Regions from separate parts of the Mus musculus genome. Here region 2 is linked to region 1. The links are chromatin contacts, called in public promoter capture Hi-C maps. All regions are on one chromosome and are shown on one strand. Each heading gives the region's core, a stretch centred on a gene start, on an enhancer-like site or on the middle of the called end of the contact. The rest is flanking DNA. Distances are from core to core; before and after follow the strand shown. Region 1 holds the start of Stra6l (STRA6-like). Region 2 overlaps Tdrd7 (tudor domain containing 7).

Region 1 (6,453 bases), core at 1,711-4,210:
GGCTCTGTCCTGGGCCCCTAGCCATACTCAGGATTGCATGGGTTGCAGTCCTCACTTTGTTAACCAATAGCCAGGATGGCTGCCCTGGCTCTCTCTGGCCTTACGGCCAGCCCAGCAATGTGGGTCATGGCAGGATGCCTCTGATGAGATGTCCCAGCTGCTCCCTTGAGCTGCCAGCCTCATCAATCAAAGAAGCCACACAAAGACCACAACCCTGTGTCACCCCAGTTCTGCTGCCGTTGCTGGGATCCTGGGACTCAGAGACACTCTGCTCTCAGCTGGTCACTGGGGAACAACCCCTAAGAATCAGGAGAGAGATTCCAGGGGCCCACATATGCACATTCTGCTTCCATTCTGTTTTCTCCCTGGCCCCTTCTCTTCCCTGTGTGCAGACATCTGTTCCCAGTCTCCATCTCTCTACTTGTTATATTTCCTGGCCAGGCATGGGCAGCTCCTGGTTGCTGCCCTTCCGTGGGGAGCACGCATGGCTGTTGTCGTGTGTATCTGAAGTACTCAGAGCAGCCATCATGAAAAAATAAAAAGGTCGACTGAGGGAGGCAGAGGCAGGTGGATTTCTGAGTTTGAGGCCAGCCTGGTCTACAAAATGAGTTCCAGGACAGCCAGGGCTACACAGAGAAACCCTGTCTCGAAAAACCAAAAAAAAAAAGAAAAGGTTGACTGAAGAAGAAAGAGGTTTGTTTCTACTCCCTACCATTCTTTGTCTGAAGGTTTATTTTATCAGGGGCAGAGAGATGGCTCATGGCTAAGAGCCCTGGCTGCTTTGGGGGAGGATCTGGGTTTGATTCCCAGCATCCATCTGGAAGCTCACAACCATTTGTAACTCCAGTTCTAGAGGATCTGATATCATCTCCACGGGCACAAGGCATAGACGTGGTGAACAGACATACTTGTAGGCAAAACATCCATACAGATGAAAGGAAATGGGGGAAAATAAATTTTAAAATATATTATAATTTGTGTGTATGCACATATATATACACTTTTATACACACACATATATATGTATATGTATACACACACATATTTTCGGCACACAACTGGCCTAAAGGTGGACTGAGTCCCCTCTGCACAGCCACACCAGGTGCCTTCCTCCTGAGGAACACTTTCTCACTGTCCCATGGAGCCACAGGTCAGCCTGTCCCTCTAACCAGCTCATCCTCCGAAGTCCTCATTGCAGGAGCAGTGGCTCCACATGCCCATCTGGCCACATCACAGATCCAGAGCGACTCTGGCTGGCTCCTCCATCCCTGTGGAATCCGCTCAGCTCTGTCCTTGCTCGTAGCCCAGGTAATGATCATTGTCACTAGACCATACAGCAGCCCTCTGCCCCATCTCTGACCCATCCGCCATGTGGACCAGAGCCACCTTTCTAGAAACCCACATCTGATGGCATCAGGCCCTGTCACCTCAGCCTCTCCTGCTCTCCCCCAGCCACAGAGCCCACTGGAGAGAGAGGGGCAGGCTCTCTTGGACTCTACAGCACACCATTCCCTTCCCACACCCTCCAGAGATGCTCAGCCCTCTCCATTTACCTATCCTCTAGATAACTCCCATCATGCCTTCTTTGTCTCCATGGCTCCCTTCTCTCCTGTCTACTTTGGGATCTCTTAGCATTCTGACCAGATCCTGGGACTCCAGAAGGCAGTGGGCCTGTTTTCTGCTCTTGATTCCCCAAGTTCTCAGGTCAGAGTGCGAGTCTCAGTTCCTACCATCTGGGCAGGACTAGAACTTCCCTGATCCTCCATCCTTCCCATCCCAGTTCTCCTTTGATGCTCTCAAGTTTGTGGGCTCACCCTCTCCTGTCAGAAAGGCTATTCTCAGCAAGAAGGCAGATGCTGCTGAGGGCGGAGAAAAGAGGACAGTTGCACGCACTGGGGGTAAATCAGCCTGACCATCATGGGAGAAGGCATGGAGAGTCTTCAAAAAACTAAAAATCCAACTTCCTCTCAATTCAACATTTCCACTAGTGGAGACATCGACCAAGGAAATGAAAGTAGTGTTTTCAAAGCGGTAGATGCATTCATGCTTAATATTCACAACAGCTGAAACATGGTGTCTACCACCAGGTCCAACTTCAGGGCAAAGAGAATAAGTTACATCCATAACTTAAATAAACTCAAATAAAGAAGGAAATCCTGTCAACATAGATGAGCCCAGAGGGCATTGCAGGAAGATAAGCAATGCATGACATCACTCATCTAGGGCCACCAGAAAAGGCTGACACAAGGGCAGGCTGGGACAAGAGAGGAGGGAGAAGGAGGAGGCTGGTGAGAGAGGCTGGCCACCATACAAAGTTACAGCTATGAGGAAAAGGGGCCACTGCTGTGCTGCTGTTTTGTGGCCCAGCAGGGTGACTAGAATTAACAATTGGCTACATAGCAGACGGGGGAGGGGAAGGGCTGTCTTGCCACAAGGAAATGGTAAATATTTGAGGTCAGATCAGTGTTTCCTACACATATGAAGACATCAAAGTGTACTCCATAAATGCGGACAATTATAAAATATCAATTAAAAAGGGCGAGGAAGGATGGGGAGTTTTACACCAGAGTAACAGATGAAGAAACCATGTCAGAAGACTGCAGTCAGGATTCGGTCAGGATCCTCTGACCTGGGCTCTGCCCACTCACCGTGGCTCTGACTGACACGGAGGAAATCTACCATAGTTCTGCCTTTTCATGTCCGCCTGCCTGCAGATTAGCCAGTCCGTGTCTTTCTCCCAGTCTGTTAATCTCTAACATCAAAAGAGCCGTGAGGAGTGACCCATCTCTGCTCAGTCTCTGCCGCTCACCTTGTGCTGGCAGCAAGCATCTTGCTGAAGGACGACTGTGCGCGGTACTGTGGATGCTGCGGTCCTGGGGCTGCTCCGTTCCTCGGAAGCTTGTTTATGACGGCTTCCCATGAGCTCCTATTCTCCCCAGTTTGATCTGTAGACCCAGACTCTGAGAAAAGGCAAATACCCAGTGAAACATTTACTTGGGAGTGAAATCAGGCAGCAGCCCTCTTCCTGGTTTCACAACACTTTTGGCTCCTCTGATTCTCAATCCACAAGCGGAGGCTCCTCTCTTCTGCTGCCTCCCCCTTGGCCTTGCTGCTATTCCTTTCACACAGCAACCCCCCACTCCTCACCCCCGCCCCAGCTGTGGTCCCAGGACCACCCACCCCCAGCTGTCTGCCGGCTTTGCCTGGCAGCTGTGTGCCTTTGGCTAGCTATAAAAAATTATTACAGGTAATAAACTAGGTCTCCAAGCCGTAAACCAGGACGGCTGGCTTAGAGGTTCTCCTTGGACACTGGCAGCCAGCCTCTTGTTTGGAGAAATGAGGGGAGACAGGTTTGAGATCGTGACAGAGATACATGACAGAGCCTGCTAGCGGCTCATCCATGAGCTTCACATTCTCTGCGCGGAGAGTAAGGCTACTACTTGGTAACTCTTCCTCATCAAGGCCAGACTCCAGCCACCCTGGCATCTGAGAGCAACTGCCCAACAAGGATTCCTGTGGGACAGGTGCAGGAGTGCTGGGTGCCCCCTCTGCACAGTGTGCTTAAGGACTGAGAGAGCCCACCACTTCCTCTTTCCCACGGGAGGGGAATCACAAGAACTGGGGAACACAAGACCTTGAGTCACCATGCTTAGAGCATTGGCCCTTACATGCTGTCCCCTCACAGTCTAGCCCACAGGCAAAAAACTAAAGCTGACTTACTTGTAAGCCGTCAATGACACATGGGCTGACTTGTCACAGAGCTCACCTGACCCTTTCTAATACTTCCTAGAGGACAGAGGACTTTGTTGGCACCTGAAGTCCCAAGTCCCCTATTTTAAGAATAAGGTTTCAAGTTAGCCTAATGACTTCCTTAATGGCCCTGTCTCCAAAGATGGTCATGTCCTAAATGCTAGGAGTCCATGCTTTGGTACCTGAGCTTAGAGCCTACCCAGAGAGTCTAATCAGCTATGGTGGGAGGGAGGCTTGGAACAGGTGCGGACATTGATATCCTAGACAATGGTATCACCCACTTGATCTTTCCACCACTGCCCGAAACAGCCCCACTCACTCCTGCAATGCCATCTTGGCTTGAGCAAAATTCATCTCCTGTCACACAGGTGAGTCTTCTGGATGTGTGGAACCCTGATGGGTGCTGTGGTTTGAAATCTTGAGAGTCAGCTCCACCATTAAGAAGCCTAGGGGGCTGGAGAGCTGGCTCAGTGATGAAGAGCATTGACTGTTCTTCCAAAGGTCCTGAGTTCGATTCTCAGCCACCACATGGTGACTCACAACCATCTGTAAAGGGATCTGGTGCCCTCTTCTGGTGTGTCTGGAAACAGCTACAGTGTACTCATATAAATAAAATGGAGAAGAGGAAGAGGGCGAGGGAGGGGGAAGGAGGGGCGGAAGAGGAGGAGGAGGAGGAGGAGGAGGAGGAGGAGGAGGAGGAGGAGAAGGAGAAGGAGAAGAAGAAGAAGAAGAAGAAGAAGAAGAAGAAGAAGAAGAAGAAGAAGAAGAAGAAGAAGAAGAAGAAGCAGAAGAAGCAGAAGAAGCAGAAGAAGCAGAAGCAGCAGCAGCCTCGTAACTCGGTAAGCCGTCAGTCTCCTGCATCCCATCTGAAGATGAGTGCGCTGCACCTGGGTTATGGACATTTGAGGCTAAAGTGAGCAAGGACACTGCAGGTGTTTAGTAGAGTTGCCTGACAGTGAATCCCAGCCAGCTGAGCATCCAGTCACACCACAGATACTGGCGATCGAGTCCCGGCACTCCTGATGGATCACAGCGGTTCAGACCCCTGATCAGATCTGAATAAGTACAGTGTTTGGGATACTGATGAGTTTCCACAAATGCTGGGTGTCAAGATGGACTTAAAAGGAAGGTAGAAAGGAATACAGGAGGCCCCAGTGCAACTCAGCTCTCTCCTGGGTCCCTGCAGTCAGAGAGGCACAGGAAGCTCCTCCTGGGAACGGCGGTTGCTTCAATGGATTGGCAGCTCTCTAGTGCCGGTGCCCAGCTCATTGCTAAGCATTTAGATGCTATCTCTTCTGGAGGTGCTTACTGTAGGTCCTCCTGGCTCCTGGCCAGACTGCAAGTGAATGTGTTCCACTTTTAGATGACTGTGACCATTCTCCTCACACCCATAAGAAAAGGTCATTGTTGAATTGTCACTGGCCCAGGGCATGATGGGAAGGCAGCCACCTAACCACCTAATGCAGAAAACCCCAAGCATTTGTTCCCAGGTGAGTAAGTTCAGGGGAGTTTCATGTGTGAGCCCCTTCATATCTGAGGGGCTGCCATGTGCCCCCTGTGGCCCCTCTGTCCATGCCCCCTTAGATTTTCTTGCCTTCCCTGAAGATTCCATGTTGAATCTAAACCTAGAAGTTGATAAGTGTCTAAGGTACTCCCACAGCTGATGTCTCTCCCACAGCTGATGTCTCTCCCACAGCTGATGTCTCTCCCACAGCTGATGTCTCTCCCACAGCTGATGTCTCTCCAGGATGCCAGCCTATGGGTGCCTTTGTGAATATTATTTCATCTAGTCAACGTACACTGACTCTTCTTCCAGCTTTGGAATACACGAAAGGTCTCTCTGAGTTTGTAAGGTCACTGATTTATAAAACAAAACAAGTAACAAGAAGCCAGAGCCCTGTATAGAGAAGAGCCCTATGACCCTCAACCCGAGACCTCTGTGGAGGGGGGCTGCACATGGGCAGAGCAAGGACAGCAATGGTGGAATGTACTAGAACCTAGTAGAGACGTCACTGTCTTTGGTCCCTGTGTTTCTGTGGGTGAAGCCACAGAAAGAAACTGAACAGTGTGTCACAATGGCTGCACTTGCTTTCTGAGGGTCAGGAATTTGTCACTGGACTACCTCCACTCCTTCTATAGAAATATGACTTAATTATTAAGTAAAGGAACAAAGAACTCTGCCGTCTGGGACACCTAGTATGGTTTTATCCCTGTGTGACACTAAATGCTTTCTGGGGTTGGGTGTGATCCTTAACTGAGAAATGCTTTTCTCTCTTTGGGAAAGAATTTATAGGGCTGGAGAGATGACTCAGCGGTTAGAAGCACCGATTGCTTTTCCAGAGGTCCTGAGTTCAATTCCCAGCAACCACATGGTGTCTCACAACCATCCGTAATGGAATCTGATGCCCTTTCCTGGTGTGTCTAAAGACAACAACATCGACAGTATACTCACATATATAAAATAAATAAATAAATCTTAGAAGAAAGAAAGAAAGAATTTATAGTTGGCTTCCATTTCTTCTGTGTTCGCAAATAGACCTGGGAACCAAATAAATAAATAAAACCAAACCTCACAGCTGGGCATTCCATGACCTTTGATCTGGAAGGAGATGATCTTTTCAGGCTGTTCTGAGAAGGCTCGGGTCTCAAGAAGCCATTGAGATGGTAGGACCAGAATTCATTTGAAGGATACTTTTATAATAT
Region 2 (6,355 bases), core at 851-3,350, 140 kb before region 1:
TGGCTGGAATAAAACTTCTAACAAACTATTCTGATCCACCATCTGATAATCATGAACTCTGAGCAGAGGCGGCTACAAAGAACTTTCGATCTAAAGCTTCTATCATGAGGACAACCTGCACAGATCTCAAATATGACTATATGATTACAGTATCAGCTCTAGAACAAATCAAGTTCCATGTAAAAACAATTACAATTAGCACAAATGAAATAAATTTGTTCCAACTGAAAAGCCTTTAAAAATGCTCAAGGATAAGCATATACAAACTAGGACTAATACAAACTGTGACCAATAAACTAAAATGGCACAACAGCCAATGTTTATTGGCAGAAGTTCAATCAACACAAAATGGTACACAGTACATATTACCAAATATTAAATGCATCTTAAAACTCAGACAAAATAGGTAACAGCACTCCAAGCTCGTCATTTGTTTGTAGGAGTAAGAAGCCACGTGTGTTAATCTCAGAGACAGTTAGTCAGAAGCTCATGGCAGCATTATGAGCAGCATTCTGCTCTGCGACTACTAACTTGGGACCTGCAAGCTGGGCAGGGAGGGGGCATAGAGGGGAAGAAGAAGGAAACACGTACCGTGCAAATGTGAGGCCAGTGTTCAAACTGCTGTAAAACTCCTTGGTTAAGGTCTTCTTTATAAAACTCTTTGTAAAAATGTGGAAGCTTAGATATCCAAATGCCATTGTTATGCTTGTCTAATATTTCCTTTATGCGGTTTTGAACCTCATCCATCTTATTAGTGTAAGAGGCAGGAGGCGTGATATTTGGTTTCTCAACAGTCTGATTTAAATTATCTTTAAATTAAAAGAATGATAGAATTAATAGATTATTCCATTACCTAGCATTTGTGTCTCTGACTCTGCTATGCTGTGGGCTCTGGGATCCTGAACTTAGAAACCTGTGGACTAAGCTGAGCGGCTCTGAGGACTGCCTCATCTACTATCCCTGAGTTCTAGCAGCAAAGCCAAGACACCTTCAATGAGAGGACTTATCCCTTCATTTTGCAGGGATACTTTATAGTTTACTTTGAACATTATGACAATCGTTCTGAGTAAAAAGTAATGTTTTATTTTTAATGGCAACTAAGGGAGACAATATTTTAGATAATATATGTGTAGTGCTCAACTGAAGCTATAATCTACGAGGCACAAAAAGTAGGAAGAGTGCTTTAATAAAAGATAAAAAGATGTCCAGGTTTTCTGACTATGATGAACTTTCTCTTTAACTAAGAAAAACAATTTAACAATCCACAGGAGCCTGAAATCTACAAAAAAATGATTCTAGCTAGTTTATGGACATCAACCACAGGTCTGGCTTCTACTTCTTCAACATTTATCTTTCATAAAGTTTTAGCTGGCTTCTTTCACTCCTGTTTATTTTTTTATTTAAACTCAGAATGCCTGAGTTTACATACTAATCAAGAGAAACCTGTGTGTTACTGTGACCATTGTGGTATTTTAACTATGGAAATAATGTCAAACCTACATAGAATTCTATCGGGATATATATCAACATATCAAAATCTAACACCTACATGAAAAATTTATTTACAATTTAATCAGATACCTTTTCTGCTAAGTAAAGTCATTTTTATTTTCTTCTTCATTAACTAATAAGAGATAGATAGCCTAGTCTGGGGATACTGATCTCTAAGGATACCAGGTACCAAAAAGAGCTTTCCTTGAGGATCCTTAGTGATTACTCCTCTCTTCTCACTAGAAGACACAATGATGTGCCTCTGCCACCCTTAGACTGGCACAGAGAGGAGAAGGGTCCAGGATACCCATAACTGTTTCCTATTAAGGAAATAACATATTCTATTTTAAACTCCTAAAGAGGCATACAACTTCACTGAGTAGTCATGATCTAGAAAATTCATATGTAAAAATAGTTCTTATATACAAAAATCATACTATTCACTTTCATTATCAATACTGTAAGAATACTCCTATGTAAAAGGAATCTATACTCAATAAGAGACATAATGCAAGCAACAAATCCTGCCCAGTTATTTCACAGAGCAGAGCCAGCCCTCCGGAAAGCTGTTCTTGGTGAGAGTACTCAGTGGAGTCACATGCTGCTTGCAAAGGCAAGTCCAGGAGTGGTGCACTTCTAACCAGCAGTTTCCTTGGCTTCATTTGCTAGCCTATTGTTTCCTAATGGCCCTTTTCATTTCATAACCAATAATTACTTACACCCAGCTGTCACCTCACCATTTAAAATAATTTTAATCTTTATTTTTTTCATTTTATGTGAATGGATGTTTTGACTGCATGTATGTCTGTGCACCTCCACATATATGCAGTGCCTGCAGAAGTAAGAAGAGGGTGTCAGATATTCTGGGACAGGAACCACATTGGCTTTGGGAATCAAACCTGGATCCTTTGGAAGAGCAGCCACTACTCTGAACTTGTGAGTTATTTCTCCAGGCCCCACACCTCACAGTTCACAGTGCCAACTTTTACTAGTACAGCAACTCGAGAATCTCTTATGAATTTAAGCCCCACATTTAGACCTTGAAAGAGAGCAGGTAGTTTCCTTAAAGTGAGGCCTCTGCATGTCAAATCTTGAGGGTTCACTCTCTAATTAGGGAGTGGGTGACACGTGGCCATGGAGCAGAATGGGTCTGGTGTGATGGAGGCCTCAATGCACACTGACGTTATCACTGGAAGCATTATTTTCTCTAAAGATCACTTCAATCCATGAGTCTGCAGTTAGAAATGGAGTGAGGGAGATAAATCTCATGCAGGAGAAGTGAGAGCGCATGTCAAAAGCCACCATTAGATTGCTCTGTTGGGGCCCGAGACTCATGCACATCTGGAGAACATACCATTGACTTCCGTAGGGCAGGCCCTTGAGATGTGTGTCTGGAAAGACGCTGGCAAGGATGACTTTGGACTGAACCTAAGGTGTGAAAACAGCAAGTTTTAAACACTGCTTTTCATTTAAAGTCCCCATGTCACTGACCAACAAAATAACTTAAGAAAATATCCCAAAATATGAAAACACATTTGGCATCATATTTCATATTTACTCAGAGGTATGTTAAAAGCTAAATTCAAAGTAGGTTTTTGAAAGTCTTTTAGAACCTGGAGTAAGAGTTTCAACTAATCATCTTTAAAGGGATAAATAAATAAAAGCACATGAAGAATAAACACTTAAAATACGGACTATTATGGAACATAACCACATGCACAAGACTAGCTGCAGCACAGAGTGGGACATGCTGCAGTCACAGCCTTTAACCCAGGCGCTGGAGAACAGGAGCAGACCGTACAAACATTAGCTTTAGCTTGGCTGTAGTGGAACTGAAGTTTCAAAGTCAGCAGACAGGCTGCTCGAATAACCACACGGAGAAAAGAGACATAGGCCCCTGCCTACCTCACATCCTTTCCAACATAATTTACTATCAACTGTTGGACTCACATAGAAAGATGTTTCCAGATATAAGTATGAATAAACCACACCCACACACATGCATGCACACATACACCCACACACATCCATATACATAGGCGTGCACCCCACACCCAACATGCATCCACATGCTCCTCCATATGCACCCCACATCAACTCCCCACATTCTTACTCCTCTGTCTGTCTGTCTGTCTCGCTCACTCTGTGTGTGTGTGTGTATATTTTTCCTTCAGTAGTGTCCCAGGCTCTTGAGTAATGTTTAGTACTAGCATGGGAGAGTGAGTGTTATAAGACTTGCTGAATGAACCATGATCAAAGGAAACAGTGACTGTATTTTTGTCATTGTGGGAAGCAGTCACAATTTTGAGCAGCACAAAAGATTTAAAAACTAAACTGTTTCAAATGAAGCATATTTCCTAATGGTATTTTAATTCTAAAAGAAGCAATCAGGCTGTCAACTACTAATAATGGATTTAGCACATGCCAATGCTCTGCACTAAGCTATATACGTTCTCAACAGAAAATGCCAAAGCACACCTTTCTGCCAAGCTATTTTTAAATTAATTTTTCCTAACTATTTAGCATCTGGATGGAAAGCTTCTGAGGAAAAACTCATCTTTACCGCCAAGCAGACACAGCTTAAAGGAATATGACATCACAAATTTACAGAAAGGCACAGCTTTCAACTTGGAAGGGAGATGGACACTGATTTATCTCTATCAGGGCTCAGCACGTATTTCCTGTCAGGAGGCCAACAGGACAGACTTCAGGCTCTGCACAACCACTCAACTCTGCCACTGCAGTAAAAAACAACACAGGCCATACATGAACAGAGTGTGGCCATGCTCCTATAAAACTGTATTTACAAAAGCAGGCAGTGAGTTTCTGAATTGTAGCTTGCTGACCTCTAGGTGACTTCTTAGAAGCATAACATTTAGAAATAGAAAGAATCCGTTTGATCAGCTTCCTGCATGCTTTCACTGGACAAGTGTGGAATCGTCCGCACAACATAAAACAATGAGCTTAAGTTGGCTGCGCAGGCATGGTCACACCCAAGCAGGGGCTAGGAGTGCCAGTGCACCAAGATCAAATGCTACTGCCTGACTGTGGCAATTACCAGAGCAAAGGTGAATGAACATACAGCTAAATGAGATTGTACCTGAAACTTACTAACTGTAAGAACAATTTTGTAGAAAAATTTGAATATACAAAATAGCATCTTAGAAGAACTTATTAGAGTGTGTACAGCTGACTGGACAAGGAGAGATGGCAACAGCAGGAGGAAACAGTACGGGGGTCACTCAGGGGATGCCACCAGGCAGTAAGAGGATTAACAGCTATGCGTGTGATGCAGGTAACATGAAGAAAATGCTTCTCCTATGAACACACACTTCTAACAGTGGTTACCCAGCTCTCCACACTGCTCCTTTAAGCCAGATGGTGCCCGGGGTACCTGCTATTGGCAGACATGCTCGCGTGCCTCTGCACTGGAGTGTCTGGGTACGGCGGCATGTCCACGTCAGCCTTAACTCCCAAGGCGCTTCCTCTGTCTCTTAACAGCGCTGAATTAGGTTTCCTGCTGATGGAATAATCTGAGGCAAATCCTGGTTGTCTGAGAGTTGCCTTTGGCTTTCCTATAAATTAGGCAGATACAACATAATCAGCTGGCTTCCTCAGACTGTAGTTTCATTATGTTGCTCCAGATGTTTCTGCTGGTCATACTTCCCAGAACAATCAAAAGAACACAAGGAGGAGTGAGTAGGGGACACTAGAGACTGGGGAGTTCTGTGGATGGGTCTTGCCTGCCTCATTAGCCAGTGCTTGCTTCCGCTCACTACTGTGTGAGCACTTCCCAAGCCACCACCAGTTGGTGTGAAGCCAGCAGGACCCTCTTGCTTTCTCAGTGCACACATTCTGCCTGCACCCAAGTCGCCCATCATCATTCACAGTGATGGCTGCCTTGGCTAAAATGCTTCTGCCATGAATCACCTAACACTGCATATCACTGCCACACCACTGCTTGAGAATCTCGTTTTAGAATTTACTATAACTTCCTAGAGATAGGCATTCAGGAAATACAGCTGTTTATCGTGTTGTCAGGCCATGTAATTCATATTTCTCTGAAAAATAAATGTCTTAACCAAAAGACATAATCTGCTAAGTACAAAAGCCTACCACAGGTTCTTGGTTCATCCGACATTCTGGATGAGGATTCTTGACAAATAACCTAAAATGGTAAGACTGTACCTAGTTGTCACCACAGTCACCATCAGTTGCATTATTCTGCACTGTCACCACTGGATTTTGTAAGTCACATTCATCTTCATCATTTCAATGGAAATCCCAGTTGCAGGAATATTCTCCTGACATGTGGATATCAGTAAGTACTCAATGAACAGTTTATCAGGAACATGGGCAATAATTCTATAAGTCCTTATGATAATCTACTCAGGAAAAGACTTACCTTCTAGAAAGAACGGCATGGCTTTCTTCACTCTCATCTGACAATTAATTTGTCGCCCTATTTTCCTTTTAGAGGTCCTCTGACGAGCCACAAGCTGAGCGATCCTTGCAGTTTCTGTGCAGGCTACTGCATAGCAGACGATCTGTGAGCAGCAGAGTGAGAGCAGGACATTCGGAGAGCCAGTTTGTAAGGGCTGGGTCCCAGTGAGCCAACGTACCCCAGAGCCCGGGGTACACAACTCCCAGTGCCTTTCTCCCAAATTTCCAGAACCAAAATTATATTTAACACAGAAGGAATCATGCGTGGTCCAGTACTCTTTCTTCAAGTTGAGAGTTTCATTTATTTTTTAAACAGATACTTATTAATCATTTACAGTAAAGTAAGTACTGGGGAACAAGCAACCGAGCCAAAGGCATCCTGTGCTCTGCACACACCAGCTCAGAGGCGCATGCACGTGTA

What was found. Promoter capture Hi-C pulls out the DNA fragments that hold promoters and counts their contacts.
Region 2: a promoter capture Hi-C map of the C10 cell line shows a contact between it and region 1, with 2.0 times the contacts expected there. The contact joins the enhancer-like site here to the promoter of Stra6l in region 1. A contact is called at or near these places in 7 of 39 promoter capture datasets (the 3T3-L1 cell line, the C10 cell line, cranial neural crest and 4 more) and 1 of 9 other capture datasets (liver).

What each region holds. Positions count from the first base shown.
Region 1 is chr4:45,845,454-45,851,906 of GRCm38.p6, reverse strand. Stra6l (STRA6-like) reads right to left here and starts at 2,960. Exons shown (of 18, transcript NM_028788.4): 1 at 2,810-2,960. The coding sequence starts at 2,829.
Region 2 is chr4:45,988,761-45,995,115 of GRCm38.p6, reverse strand. Tdrd7 (tudor domain containing 7) reads right to left here. Exons shown (of 17, transcript NM_146142.2): 3 at 5,897-6,038; 4 at 4,886-5,066; 5 at 2,846-2,919; 6 at 592-809. It overlaps Gm52728 (a long non-coding RNA gene), which reads left to right. Exons shown (of 3, transcript XR_003955392.1): 3 at 2,321-2,337. Among named protein-coding and RNA genes, the nearest start is that of Gm52728, 6.9 kb to the left of the region's middle. Within about 2 kb of position 2,100, at least 2 of the 459 cell types and tissues checked have an H3K27ac peak or open chromatin away from gene starts, as enhancers often do.